Linked DNA regions of Oryctolagus cuniculus: region 1 is linked to region 2. A link is a contact called in public Micro-C data. All regions are on one chromosome and are shown on one strand. The core of a region is the stretch at or near the end of the contact, and the rest is flanking DNA. Distances in the headings are between cores, read along the strand shown.

The links. A called contact is a pair of places that touch in the nucleus more often than the background predicts.
Region 1: a Micro-C map of ear pinna shows a contact between it and region 2, with 2.1 times the contacts expected there. The contact joins the enhancer-like site here to the promoter of TMOD3 in region 2. A contact is called at or near these places in 2 of 6 Hi-C or Micro-C datasets (ear pinna and psoas muscle).

Annotation. Positions count from the first base shown.
Region 1 is chr12:74,569,918-74,577,200 of mOryCun1.1, forward strand. The region is part of intron 4 of TMOD3 (tropomodulin 3); the gene reads left to right. Among named protein-coding and RNA genes, the nearest start is that of TMOD3, 43 kb to the left of the region's middle. Within about 2 kb of position 2,559, at least 2 of the 8 cell types and tissues checked have an H3K27ac peak or open chromatin away from gene starts, as enhancers often do. A contact at or near this core is called in ear pinna, where this site is marked.
Region 2 is chr12:74,527,665-74,534,489 of mOryCun1.1, forward strand. It overlaps TMOD3 (tropomodulin 3), which reads left to right and starts at 3,234. Exons shown (of 11, transcript XM_008268998.4): 1 at 3,234-3,495. It overlaps LOC108178256 (a long non-coding RNA gene), which reads right to left and starts at 3,224. Exons shown (of 3, transcript XR_001794987.3): 1 at 3,085-3,224; 2 at 1,805-2,225.

The DNA of each region.
Region 1 (7,283 bases), core at 1,309-3,808, 42 kb after region 2:
TGGTTTGAGTCCTGGCTGCTCCACTTCCCATCCAGCGCTCTGCTATGGCCTGGGAAAGCAGTAGAGGATGGCTCAAGTCCTTGGGCCCATGCACCCACTTGGGAGACCTGGAAGAAGCTCCTGGCTCCTAGATTCGGATCAGCGAAGCTCCAGCCATTTCCACCATTGGGGAGTGATGGAAGATCTCTCTCTTTCTCTCTCTCTGCCTCTGCCTCTCTGTAATTCTACCTTTGAAATAAATAAATAAGATATTTTTAAAAAAGACCATGCCATTTTTATTTCCTATAGAAAATGCACAAGTGGTAAGTACATGACAAACTATGAAGTGAACATAGTTTTGTAATCAGCTCTCCAGTCAAAACATCTGCATCTCTAGAACACCTCAATTCACGCCAATTCCTTTTTCCTTTCCTTTTTCAAAGATAACCACCAACATAGTTTCTAATATAGTAGATGAATTATGCCTGCCTTGAACGTTATATAATAATGAAATCATATGGTTTGGGCATTTGCTTTGCTGTCATGTGAGGACCAGACTTGTTAATAGGTACAATGAAATCACTGTGAAGGGTCAGATGAGTGATTATTACCAAACAAGAGATGGCCATTCTGGCATGGAGGACCAGCCCAGAACCACAGACATGAGTTTCAGCAATCCATCTGATGAAAGCAAATGCTACCAAACCGGACAGAGTCAACTTTATAAGCCATATCACAATGCCATAGACCTGAAGAGGAACAAATTCCTCTTGAGAAATTGAGGAACTTGGCTATAGAGAGCTCTGCTTTGAAATAAAGTAAAAAAGCAGCTGCAGTATTCTCAAATCCACCCTAGACTCTCGTCCTTAAATCAGTTTTGTTATCCTTGGTCTCTAATATGCATTGCTTTCTTACATCTTATCTCCAGTATCCTGATCACGTAGGAGATCCTTGGATTAATCCAGCTACATCTTATTGGCATTCTTGTTCCTTGTATGCCTCTTCATGATAAATGTGAAACCTTTCCTTTACTTCAAAAATCTGAAAGCTTATTTTCATAAGATGCCTTGCCCATGACTCTTTGTCCTGATCACCTGGATTGTTTCCCACATTTTTACTTAATAGCTTATTTTGGAGAAAACAGACTTTCAGATTGAGAATATTTGTCCATATAGTAGAGGTCCTCCTAGTTTTTCATAAAACAGTTCGCAAATCTACCTTGGTAGATAAACAGAAACATTTAACTTTTTTGATGTATTGGGCAATTTAGAATTAATGATATGTGTATTGATCTCTAAACTAAATGATTTTCATACAAGATTACTGGCCCTAGAATTCAGTACTTGATGGCAGTTTGAGTTTTCTGAACCAGAGAATGTTACAGTAATATCACCAAGTTCCTTGAACTCCTTCCAGATTATATGCCAAAATCACATTGTAATTTTTTAAAAATTTTTATTTAAAAATTATTTTATTTTATTTGAAAGGCAGTTAGAGATCTTCCACCCAGGAGCCCAGAACTCCATCTCCCATAAAACTGAAAATTGGACATTTTGGGATTTTTTTCTTTTGGGCAAAAACAAAAACAATATATTCATGTCAGTTTTTCTTTAGATTGTCTCAGAAATGATTTTAAAAAACTGATAGGCCAAGGACACTTAGAAGTTATTATGTATAGGATCCTGCAATAGGCAAGGCTGGGCTAGGCCAAAGCCAGGAACCTGGAATTCAACCCAGGTCTTCCAGTTGGGTAGCAGGATCCAAAGTACTTGAGCTGTCAGCTGTCTGCTGCCTCCTAGGGTACATTTGCAGGAAGCTGGATTGTCAGCAGAGCATCTGGAACTTGAACCTGCACTCCAACAAGGGATGTAGGCATTGCAAATGGTGTCTTTACTACAAAAATGTTAAATTCATCTTAATTACATAAGCTCATGGTAGGAGTGGCATCATACTATCAAGTGATCTTATGGATCAAGATCCATAAGATGTCTTACGAGTCTACTGTTTTTAAAATTTGAGAAACTAATAAAAGTAAAACAATACAATTTCAATATATAGTATGATCCTCTTACTTGAAGATATAATGTTAAAGTGTTGGAAAAGTGCAGCTTTTTACCTGTTTCTCTTTGAAATTTTGCGAAATGTATGACTGAGACGTAGACCAGACAAGGGTGAAGGAGAATATTCATCAGATCTTTCTTGGTCCTGAGAACAGTAAAAATGCACATGGTGCTGACTGTGTAGCTGATTATAATCCTGTTTTTACATGTCATGAGCATTCTGTATCAGAGATAAGGCATCATTTTGCCATGAGTTTGTCACTGGGACAAATGTTTGCCCAGCCTTTAATATTTCTTAGTACCTCTTGATTTGTTTTGCTTCACTTTGCTTGTCTGGAACTCCTCCACACTGTTCCTCCCCATCATACTTCATCTTCACCTAGACTAAGATTTTTTTTCCAGTGCCTCTTATTTCACAGATAGACCAGGCATGGCTGCATGTTAGGCAGTGTGTATGCATAGGTGTGCCATCTAACCCATTTGAACTACTGACTCACCCAGGCTGGGCCCCTCCCTTCCTCACAGAGCACTGTTCTCCTTCTTGGATCTTGGAGTAGAGCCATCTAAACTTCTAGACTTTTCTTTGTGCTGTTTTTACCTTCCCCACCCTGAAAATGGAATGTCCCTGGGTTCATTGCCAAGAATCCTGCATGCCCTACCCTTTTTTAAAGGTGAGTTTAACCAGATTGCCTTTAACTGAGAACTTCTCATAGGCTTTCCAATTTACTTTTTTACAATTACCTTCACATTCCAGAAATCTTCTGGTAGTCACTCTTGTTCTAAAAGAGTCTCCCGCACCTTACGTATGAATGCATGATTTCTTCAATGATGCTTTATTAAGCCAGAAAGATCATGATTAGAAACTGCCTAAATCAGTATTACCTAACTGCCAGTAAGCATTTGGTTTCCACTAAATTCTAAATAAAAATTGGCTCTTATATTTTTGGTTATATTTATGAGTCCTGAATGTTCCTTGTATACCTCTGAAAAATGGTTTCCCCAAGCACTGAAGCAGATAATTGAAATGGACTGCTTAAATTAGCCATGCAGATGTTAGCATCTCCTTTTTAGATAGTACGCTATGGCTTTTGAATAATTCACTTTTTAAAAATAAATTTAAAAGATTTATTTATTTATTTGAAAGAGTTGCAGAGAGAGAGGGACAAACAGAGTTCTGGGTTCATTCCCAGATGGCTACAATAACCAGGGCTGGGCCCGGCTAAAACCAGAAGCTTCATCCAGGTCTCCCAGATGAGTGGCAGGGGTCCAAGCACATGGACTGTCTTCCACTGCTTTTCTTAGCTGTTAGCAGGGAGTGGGATTGGAAGTGGAACAGCCAGGACACAAAGCACATCCATGTGGGATGCCGGCCTTGCAGGCAGCAGCTTTGCCTGCTGTGCCACACAGAGGCCCCAGGTAATTCACTCTTTACCCCTTTTGGGTGAGGAGTTACCCAGATGAATACTCTGTCACTTGTGTTAAGACCCTGTTTTATGGGAAACTCCCTGGTTAGCCATACTCACTTTGAATAGTCCTTTCCCTCCAGCATTTCTGTATATGATTTACATACCATAGAGTCCTGCTTTGAATTGTTTCAGAATTGTATGCTGTGAGGCTCTCTTATTAGCGTTTTAAAGGATTATTGTGTCCTCTTGATGAATTATCTTTGTTTTTATGAAATGACCTTTTTTATCCCTGGTAATATTCATTGGTCTAAGATCTACTTTGATATTAAAGCCAATCTTGCTTTCTTTTGATAAATGTTAACATGGTATGTCTTTCCTATTTGTCTCATGTTCTTTGTTCCTTTTTTTCCTCTTTTAAAAAAATCTTTAGGCCGGCACCGCGGCTCACTAGGCTAATCCTCCACCTTGCGGTGCCGGCACACCAGGTTCTAGTCCCGGTCGGGGCGCCAGATTCTGTCCCGGTTGCCCCTCTTCCAGGCCAGCTCTCTGCTGTGGCCAGGGAGTGCAGTGGAGGATGGCCCAAGTGCTTGGGCCCTGCACCCGCATGGGAGACCAGGAGAAGTACCTGGCTCCTGCCATCGGATCAGCGCGGTGCGCTGGCCGCGGCGGCCATTGGAGGGTGAACCAACAGCAAAGGAAGACCTTTCTCTCTGTCTCTCTCTCTCACTGTCCACTCTGCCTGTAAAAAAAAAAAAAAAAAAAATCTTTGAGGGTGGACATTGTGGCAGTGATTTAGGTTGCTGTTTACAATGCCTGGGTTCCGTATCAGAGTGCTGGTTCAACGCTGGCTGCTCCATTTCTGATCCAGCTCCCTGCTGGAGAAGGCAGCAAATGGTGGTCCAAGTGCTTGGGCCCCTGCTGCCTATTCACATGAGAGACCTGGATGTAGTTTCTGTCTGTAGCCTGGCCCAGACTTTATTTTCGGGCATTTGGGAAATGAACCAGCAGATGGAAGATATTTCTCTCTTTCTCTTTCTCTGTATCACTCTGCCTTTCAAAAAGATGAAAATAAATATTAAAAAATAGTCTCTATTTAAATACTTGAACATACAACAATTGTTTTTTTATTTTTTTTGACAGGCAGAGTGGACAGTGAGAGAGAGACAGAGAGAAAGGTCTTCCTTTGCCGTTGGTTCACCCTCCAATGGCCACCGTGGCCGGCGCGCTGCAACCGGCGCACCACGCTGATCCGAAGGCAGGAGCCAAGTGCTTCTCCTGGTCTCCCATGGGGTGCAGGGCCCAAGCACTTGGGCCATCCTCCACTGCACTCCCTGGCCACAGCAGAGAGCTGGCCTGGAAGAGGGGCAACCGGGACAGAATCCGGCGCCCCGACCGGGACTAGAACCTGGTGTGCCGGCGCTGCAAGGCGGAGGATTAGTCTAGTGAGCCGCGGCGCCGGCCCAACAATTGTTTTAATGTCCTTGCCTGCTGGTTTATCATCTGTGTTTAGAGTCAGGTAATTTTTTATTGGGTAGCAGACATTTTGACTTTTGGGTGATGGATATATTGGTATTCCCATAAATATTCCTGAGTTTCATTCTGGGACAACAGTACAGTTCCTTGGAAACAGTTTCTTTCTTTTTTTGAGATTTATATATTTGAAAGGCATAGTGAGAGAGAGCAAGTCAGCCAGCCAGCCATCTTCTGCCCGCTAGTTCACTCTGTAAATGGCTACAATGACCAAGGCTGGGACAGGCCCAGGCCAAGAACCAGGTACTCATCCAGGTCTGCCATGTGAGTCCAAGGGCCCAAATGCTTTCCCAGATGCATTAGCAGAGAGCTAGATCAGAAGTAGAGCAGCTGAGACTTGAACTGGCACCTGTATGAGATGCTGACATCGCAGGCATCAGCCTAACTTGCTGTGCCACATTTGTCCCACCCTGGGAACAGTTTGATCCTTTTAAGATTTATTAGGTGGGTTTGGAGCAGTGTTCAGCTGATGGTTGATTATTTCCCCACTTCTAAGGCAAGATCCTTCTGAATTCCCTACCCAAGTAGGAGCCCTGTGAATTCTGAGATTTTCCGTTTTGGCTGGTGGAACAGTTCTGTTCCCAGCCCTGCATGAACATGGGTGCTGGTACCTCTAATCTTCTGGAATCAGGGTAGGAAACCTTTTTTTCTGACAAAGGCCATTTAGGTTTTTATAGCTTCATTTGCAGACCATACAAAATTATCATCTTAAAAAATGGCCTGCTATAAATTTATTGAATGTTGAGTCCCACCTGTAGTCTCCTCAGAAGGACCAGACTAAATCATTTTGCCAACCTTAACCGCCCGTGGGTCAGATGTTCCTGTTTTGCGGCTCAAGGTAGTTTGCTTGTGTTCATGTATGGATGAGTGCCTTGGTGAATATTCAGGTCAACCCTTTACACAGCTCCTGGGATCCCTCCCTATGCAGCTCGCTCTCGTCCTCTGTCCTACAAACATTCCTACTGCCTTGGTCTTTCTGGACCTCGCTCTATCTCAGCTCAGTGAGTTCACCAGGCTTTGCCTGAGATCTTTCTCCTTGCTGTGTTGCCCAGAAAGTTGCTGTAGGAGGTAAGCTGGACAATCTGGGACTCACTACTTATTCCCCAACCCCACCTCCACCTCCTAGGGATCGCTAACCCTCGTATCCTGGTGCTCAGTGTCTTACATATTTTATGCATTAGGGACTTGTGTCAGGCATATGCCTAAATCTTTTCCCCAGTTACCCATCTTGGTTAGAGTAAGAAGTAAAAAAAGTATCAGATTGTGATACTATAGGTACCCAGTTTCTTCTTTGAGAGTGTTAGCTCTCCAAAGTAAAGGATCTCTTATTTTGCTTTCCTTATGGTGTCTTTCTAGCTCATTTTCTGCTCAGGCTCACTAAACTAAATGTTTGTTGAGTGGAAGTTTATTGGTGACTATATTGCAGTATTGATCAGGTATCATTTGTGTCATTGTTTCAAAGCAGAAATGTCTTTCCAGGATTTGCCCCCTCATCATTCAGTTTGGTTGGTGTAAGGTTTGTATGTTTCCTGTAAAAAGGTAAATTCCAGAGTTACTTAGAGATTATAGTGGTGTGGTTGCCTTAAAATTTTTTCTGGAAAAAGCTTATAAATAAATACTAAAATTAGCTAGGGCCCTTCATTCTGTAGGAATGAAATAACTAAGAGCCATGTGTTTTTTTTTTTTTTTTTTTAACATACTCAGTAAGCATGGGAGCTCTGACTTAGATAACTCCTGACATCTGTTGTAGGTATGACATGGTTCAGAGCAAAAGAGTTGAGGACTAGTAAAGAAACATCCTAGCAATAAAGTGGTGAATGTTGTTGAGCATATTTCTTACTGACTGTATGGCAATAACAAGGATCTCGGCAGGATATTTCCCCCACCCCTTTGGCAAAAGCATTGTTTTGGCTCAGTGCCGTACACTTAAATTACTATTACATGAAGTCTTATCTCGGTTTCTTGTATTTCCTTAGTTGCCATTTTGTACTGGCAGAAGCATTACTGAACCATTTTAACCTTGGCAGCTGAGAGTTGTGGCCCTGTTTTTATTTGTTTTGATTCATTTGAGGGGGCTGTCATTTCATACTTTCTTGACTAAGATTTTTTGTGATATGGTCCTTGGTTATTTTTTTATTTTGCTATAATGGAAAGGATTATAATTTCAACCTAAGCTTTCAGTTTTGGACTTTGCTATGTTAAGTAAGTTAAAGTGATTTTAGATAGAATGTTCTCTGTTGAAGGATAAAAATGAGTTGCTATTTTCTCAAATGTTGCTTCAGAAATACAAGTTTTTAGAGTTACAAAT
Region 2 (6,825 bases), core at 1,984-4,483:
TTTTAAAATGCTTATGTATACCAAGGAAACTATTTCCTAAAGGGACATTTTGATAACAAGAACATTGCCACTGGTATTAATTTGCGTATGATGATTCATTGTGACACGTGCTTTATGAGTTACTCTGGCTGGAAATGCAAAGATAACACTAATCAGGGCTTGTCATACATTGTTGAGTTGGAGTATGTTTTATCAATCACTTTCACTCTAGGCAAGCCCTGAAAACTAACAAGGACCACACTCTGTCCTTTATTTAGATGTTTTACGTAAAAGTCTCAGATTTGTTCCCTTTAGCATATTGAACTGCAACTGTTTGCCATTACTTGATGTGGGATTAAAGTAGAAGATGGCAGAGGTACCAGGGCACCTGCATTTTGGAGCGTTCCATAGCAGTCAACCTTTACTAGGTAAGCCTTTGACAAAACAAACAGTCTGTTCACTTTGTGCCTACATTGCATTATGTCATCATGTCAGCTCCTGTGTTTGGCTGCGGCTCTGACCATGTGATTTCTCCCAGCACCCAGGCAGAGGGACCAGCCTCTGTTTGGAACACTTTTTCTCTTGGTGGGAGGAAGAGTACATGGTGACATTTTTTTTTCTTTTAAAGATTTATTTATTTGAAAGGCGGAGTTACAGAGAGAGATAGAGACAGAGAGAGGTCTTCCATCCGCTGGTTCACTCCCTAGATGGCCAGAATAGCCAGAGCTGAGCCAATCTGAAGCCAGGAGCCAAGAGCTTCTTCCGGATGTCCCACATGGGTGTAGGGGCCCAAGCACTTGGGCCATCCTGCTGCTTTCCTAGGTACATTAGCAGGGAGTTGGATTGGAAGTGGAGCAGCCAGGACTCGAACCAGTGTCCATATGTGATACCAGTGCTGCAGGCCATGGCTTTAACCTGTTGCAGCACAGTACTGGCTCCTTTTTCTTTTTTCTTTCTTTCTTCCTTTTTTTTTTTTTTTTTTAACAGATAAGACTAGGATGATATTCTGAATGCCTCTCACCCCTTAGGTGGAATTTAATGTACACTGTTTTAGGAGATCATGTTTGAAAACATTGTGACTATAATAGGATGACATTTGTCTAAAGAAAGGTAGAAAATCCATCATTAAATTGCTTTATTTTAGAAAAAAGGAACTAAAATAAGATGCTTACACTTGTTAAAAATTAATAGCTAAAGGGCTGGCGCCACGGCTCTCTAGGCTAATCCTCCGCCTGCGGCACCGGCACACCAGGTTCTAGTCCTGGTTGGGGTGCCGGATTCTGTCCCGGTTGCTCCTCTTCCTGTCCAGCTCTCTGCTGTGCCCCGGGAGTGCAGTGGAGGATGGCCCAAGTGCTTGGGCCCTGCACCCGCATGGGAGACCAGGAGGAAGCACCTGGCTCCTGGCTTCGGATCAGCGCGGTACGCTGGCCACAGCGGCCATTGGAGGGTGAACCAACAGAAAAGGAAGACCTTTCTCTCTGTCTCTCTCACTGTCCACTCTGCCTGTCAAAAAAAAAAAAATTAATAGCTAAAATAGATGCCTACCATTGTGTATTGGAAAATCAGGGTGGGGGGTGTCATAGATTAATATCAGTCAGACACTGACTTAAAAGCAAAGTAAAAGAAGCCATGTCACAAAGGAACATCCTTGCAATAAACTGCACCAGGATGGCCATGGACCTTTGCCTGACTTAAGGGGACCCACTTTGTCAGTGTCCCCAGGAGTGATGTCACAGAGGTACAGTACGGATTTGCAAGAAACTTGCTGGTAAAGCAGAATAAGTTAGATACAAACTTACAGTAAAATATGGAACTGTCAACTCACCCATTCAGAGTATCCTCTCTGCCAGGTGTGTTAGGTTTTTTCATGTTCCTGGGACATGTCACAGATGGTCTTACTTTAAAGAATTTGATAGGATTTAGGAGACACATTCGTCTCATCAGGAATAGAAAACGCTGGAATTCAAGTCAAGATGCCTGGCCTTCATTTCTGAATCTCCATTTACAAGCTGTAGGACTTTGTGCCAATTACTCAAGTTTTCCAAGTCTTAGTTTCTTCAGACACCCATTTATTCTTTTTAAGGTTGGTTTGAGGATTGGATGAGATAGCAAATGAAGTGCTGGCACGATGCTTGGTATGTATGAAGTATTCAATAAATAGTCACCGAACATCAGTTCTGTAGAAAATGGCTCTCAGAAAGCCATTATCTCCAGGAATATTTGAGACACTGATGCACTCTAAGATGCTATAGGAAACAAAATGCAATGGTCATAGAATTAACATTGTCTTTAAAGAGCACACAAGTATTTATATTTTTAAAAGGATTTTTTTTCCTTAAAAACCCAAATCACCAATGATCTTCATTGCTGGAATTAGTGGGTAAAAATTGCGTGAAATTCCAGGGTGTTTACTCTACCAAGGGTGCTCCCTGCTCGGAGGGGAAGAGGTACATGCCAGGAGAGGTTTAACTGCTGGGCGGCTCCCTTGCTGGGTGTAGCTGGAATGTACCTCAGGCAGGCACTGCATTCTGCTTGCTTGCTGCATTTTTGGAAGGTGCACCAAAGCTGAGCACTGCTGCTAGGGATGGTCTACTCCTGACCAGGAAGATTCCCAGCGAGGAGTTTAGATGAAGGAATGGAAGGATGGCGCTGTTCCCTCCCAGAGCCTGCGCAAAGGAAGCCACTGCTTGGGCTACCGGGCAGGTGTCCCTGAGGGGTTCCCATTCCTTTTGTCTCTCTCCACCCCATCCCCGCGCCCCCCCCTGCTCCTGCCGCGCCCCCACCCCAAGACCAGCCGGTCCCCCTGAACAACCACTTCTATTTTCTCCTTCCCACCCACATCAGACCAGTTCCACTGTAGGTGCTGAGCTGGAAGTTGGGATGGGAGGGTAGGACGGGGCAGAAACAGGCAGAGGAGACAGGGACATCCCCATCCCTTAAGTTATGACCCTCTTGGATCTTTGGCCTTAGATTTTTATGTGTTTGCCTTTCTCTGTCTTTCGTGGCAAGTTTAAAGGGCTGATGTCATATCCTCGTATTAGTAAGCAAGGGGCCAATACAAACCCTGCCCTGCGTGCCTCTTTACAAAAGGTCAAAGTTCTATACCAAGGAGCTTCTGGACGCCGTTTCTTGCTTCCAGAGCGTCGAGGGTAGGTGTTTCCACCAGCGGAGAGCCGTGATCTCAGGCAGAGCAGAGGCTAGCCAACTGCAGCCTCTTCCGACGTCCTGCCATTGTCAAAGAGCCGGGTTGGCGGGCCGCCGCGCCTGCCTCTCTCGAACTACAATTCCCAGGCTGCCGCGCGCCATTGTCTCACGCATGCGCGGCGCGGCGGCGGAGGGGGAGTCAGCGGCACCGACAGTGCGGTCGTAGTGGGGGAGCCGCTGGCGGCTGGATCCGGCAACTCCCTGGGAGGCGGACGCAGGCGGACCGGCCGTTGCTGGGAACCGAGCGGCGGCTGGCTGCCGGCAGTTCCCGCGGGTCCGTGAAGGAGGTCGGTGGCCGCAGCGGCGCGTCAGGTAAGCTCAGCACGGTGCTTTCCAGGAAGTCCGTCTGAAGGCGCGGCCAGGGAGTCACACCGGCCATGGTGGCTGAAGACAGAGAGGGTGCAGCCTCCCAGCCGTCCGGCTGCGGTCAGCTTTCCTACTGGCCCCTCTCCCGGAGCAGGGGGCCGCTTCGGGCGAACCAGCCCGGGTTGGGGCCGAGGGGGCGCGCCGGGCGTTGCCTGCAGATCGAGGCGCGCGAACCCAGACGAGGATGAATCACTCGGGGCCCAGCCTCCCCGGGTTCGGGACCGGCCCTGCCCTGCCCTGCCCTGCGCTGGCCGGGAAGCTCCTTGCGCCCTACCGTGCCCCACTCGCCCCTTCCCGCCGGCCCAGGCGTTTCTCGAGGGACAATCGTCTTAAAAGGGTTTCTCCCCAAGACTCCTTCAAAGGCTGCGGTTGGTTGAAAGTTGGAAGGAGGGAGAAAGCAAAAAGCCTGGGGCACACCCTTTTCGTGATTGAAATCTGGCTCGTCTTGCGTTCTCGGTTTTGAGCTCTGTCCTCTGTCTTAGAATAAATTCCTGGCTCCCTTGCAGCACAGCTGGATCCGGCTGCGAAGTTTGTGTGTGGATGTGTTTTGAGGACGTGACTGGGTTGTTACATTTTTTTGCTTACAGAGGTTGCTGCATTTGCTCCGCAAGCCAGCATTCTGATTACAAACAGAAATGGGAAACAGCCGCAAGTTCTTTGCTTCGTTCTTCTTCTTTTTTTTAATGTTTAGTTAAGAATCGCATTTCCAACTTGCCCTTGGCTTCTCTTAAAACCAAAAGTCATCTGGTAATGAATACTGCAGTAAAACTTACCCCAGGAGGTCATACTTCAACAGGAAATAAGCCCGTGGAGATTTCGGTTAGTTCTGTGCCGGCTCCCTCCGTTTGTAACATTGTCATGCAGCTCGTGTTTCTTTTTGCTGAGAACCATTCAGATTAATTTTTCGGCAGATTAAATTGATGAATTAATTGGCCTTTCAAACATTTATTAGGCTTACGAAAACAGCTTAGCCCAGGCTCATTGACTCTTGCAAGTTTCTTCTGGTCCCAAGTACTTTTTCTCCCTAGCGCTTCTTTGAAACCTCGAATCTCCTTTAACACATTCCTGCCAAAGGGACAAAAAGGGAAGCTGTGAGCTCCAGGGTACTGTAGCTCTTTAAGCTTTGTCGCTGTTGCACCTCTCAGTATTTCTAGTTTGTTCATCTTTAAAATGAGGTAGTTGGGCCAGATAACCCCAAGATTGATTACAGTCCATAGTATCTTTGATTTTTAAAAATTTATTCATTTGATTCATTCAGGAAATATTGGCCACCTAGGTCATTCCAAGCCTGTTCTAGGCAAGAAGGAACAAATATGAATTCTCGTGGTTCTTACTGACATACTGCTCAATTGTCTCTAATCACATTTTTATGACTAATTTCTGTGTTCTGTGGTTAGCCCAGCAGGCCAAATTACTCTGTAATTAATAATTTCACCTGAAGTTAAAAACATACAGGTCAAATCCCATTACAATTACAGGTAATGGTTTCACTCTAATCAAAGGTTTTTCAAGCCTCGACTACTGACCCCTTTAAATAAAACGCAGCTCATCCTGCCGAAAGGACGCGACTGTTGCTGTGACGCCTTTTGAACTCAGCGTGTATAAATCACTCAGGGCCTTGTAGTGTTGAAGTGGGACCCTAAAGCTGATCCCTGGGGGGGGGGTGCTGCCAGGGAGCACACTTCCAGGAGTGGGGAGATAATTCTGAAGATAATTTAGGCACAAGCGAGTGGTGCAGCGGGCTTAGCTGCTTCTTGGGCCGCCCACATTCTGTGTTGAAGTTCAGATTAGAGTCCCGGCTACTCTGCACTTGTGATCCATCTTCCTGCTCACGCGCCTGGGAGGCAGCAGATGATGGCGCAGGTACTTGGGTTCTTGCCACACCTGTGGGGGACTGGGATGGAATTTCTGGCTTTGACACAGCCTTACCCAGATGTTGTGGGCATTTGGGGAGAGTGAACCGTGGATCGAAGATCTCTCTCTCCCTCCCTATGTCTGTCGCTCTGCCTTTCAAATAAATAAATTTTTTTGCAAGACATCTTAAGGTGTTTATAAGGATTATTTAAAGGCCAGTGCTGATAACTGTCTTACTCAACTTTTGAAAATGATCCTAGGCTGGCGCCGCAGCTTACTAGGCTAATCCTCCGCCTGCGGGACCGGCACCCCAGGTTCTAGTCCCGGTCAGGGCGCCAAATTCTGTCCCGGTTGCTCCTCTTCCAGTCCAGCTCTCTGCTGTGGCCCGGGAAGGCAGTGGAGAATGGCCCAGGTGCTTGGGCCCTGCACCCGCATGGGAAACTGGGAGGAAGCACCTGGCTCCTGGCTTCCGATCGGCGCAGCTCCATTTGGGGGGTGAACCAACAGAAAAGGAAGACCTTTCTCTTTGTCTCTTTCTCTCTAATTTTGCCTGTCCAAAAAAAAAAAAAAAAAAAGAAAATGATCCTATTTACTTTAACAAAGACAGTTGCCTTCACAACTTGTTTTTCCTCTTTTTTCTCCTTTGTTTCTCATTGTTGTATCCTCTCAGCTGTTTTCCCCCTGTCCTCTTCTGTCCCAGTTGTTTGCAGTCAGAGTGATTCAAGTATATATTTTACCCCATCCATTACAAGGCACTGTCTTATGTCTTAGGTGATCCTGTCTGGGAGCTTACTCTGAGATTAGGCATATGTATTTGCTTCTCATTCAGAGCACTTGGAGGAGCCATTTGTAGGGAATAAAAACATGTAGATGTTTAGAAGGAGAGATCCTTCTCAGTTGTAGGGGTGGGAAACAAATGAAGTCAGTCTATTTTCCATTCAGTGTTCATCTGTGTTCTCCGTGGTTGACCTCTATGCTGCTGGAGTGCGTGTGACACATTTACATAGTGTACAGTAAATTTTGTAAACTTACTCTGTTTGGAACCTGAGAAGAGCTGGGTACATGAAAATCAGTTAGATCTGGACAATATCACAGGGAGGACAGGAGGCAGCGGCAATGAGAATATACCTGGCTAGAGACCAGCGTAGGGAGGGTGAGAGAAGACAGGAGGGAAAAATAGGTTTAGTAGGTTTTCCATGTCAGTCTTAGGGACACTGCTATTGCTGTTGAGGCTGTGTTACCATTATCTTCTATGAATCAAATTAATGGGCAAGCTACTCTTAGGCTTTTTAATTGCTGTTAAATTTTAAACATGCTTGGGCTCTCTTGATTAGGATGGGTGGGGAGGGCATTGTTCTCTTGGCTGTAATAATAGTCACAGCACTGTCATCCTCCCGCCATCCACCTTCCTTGCTGATGCTT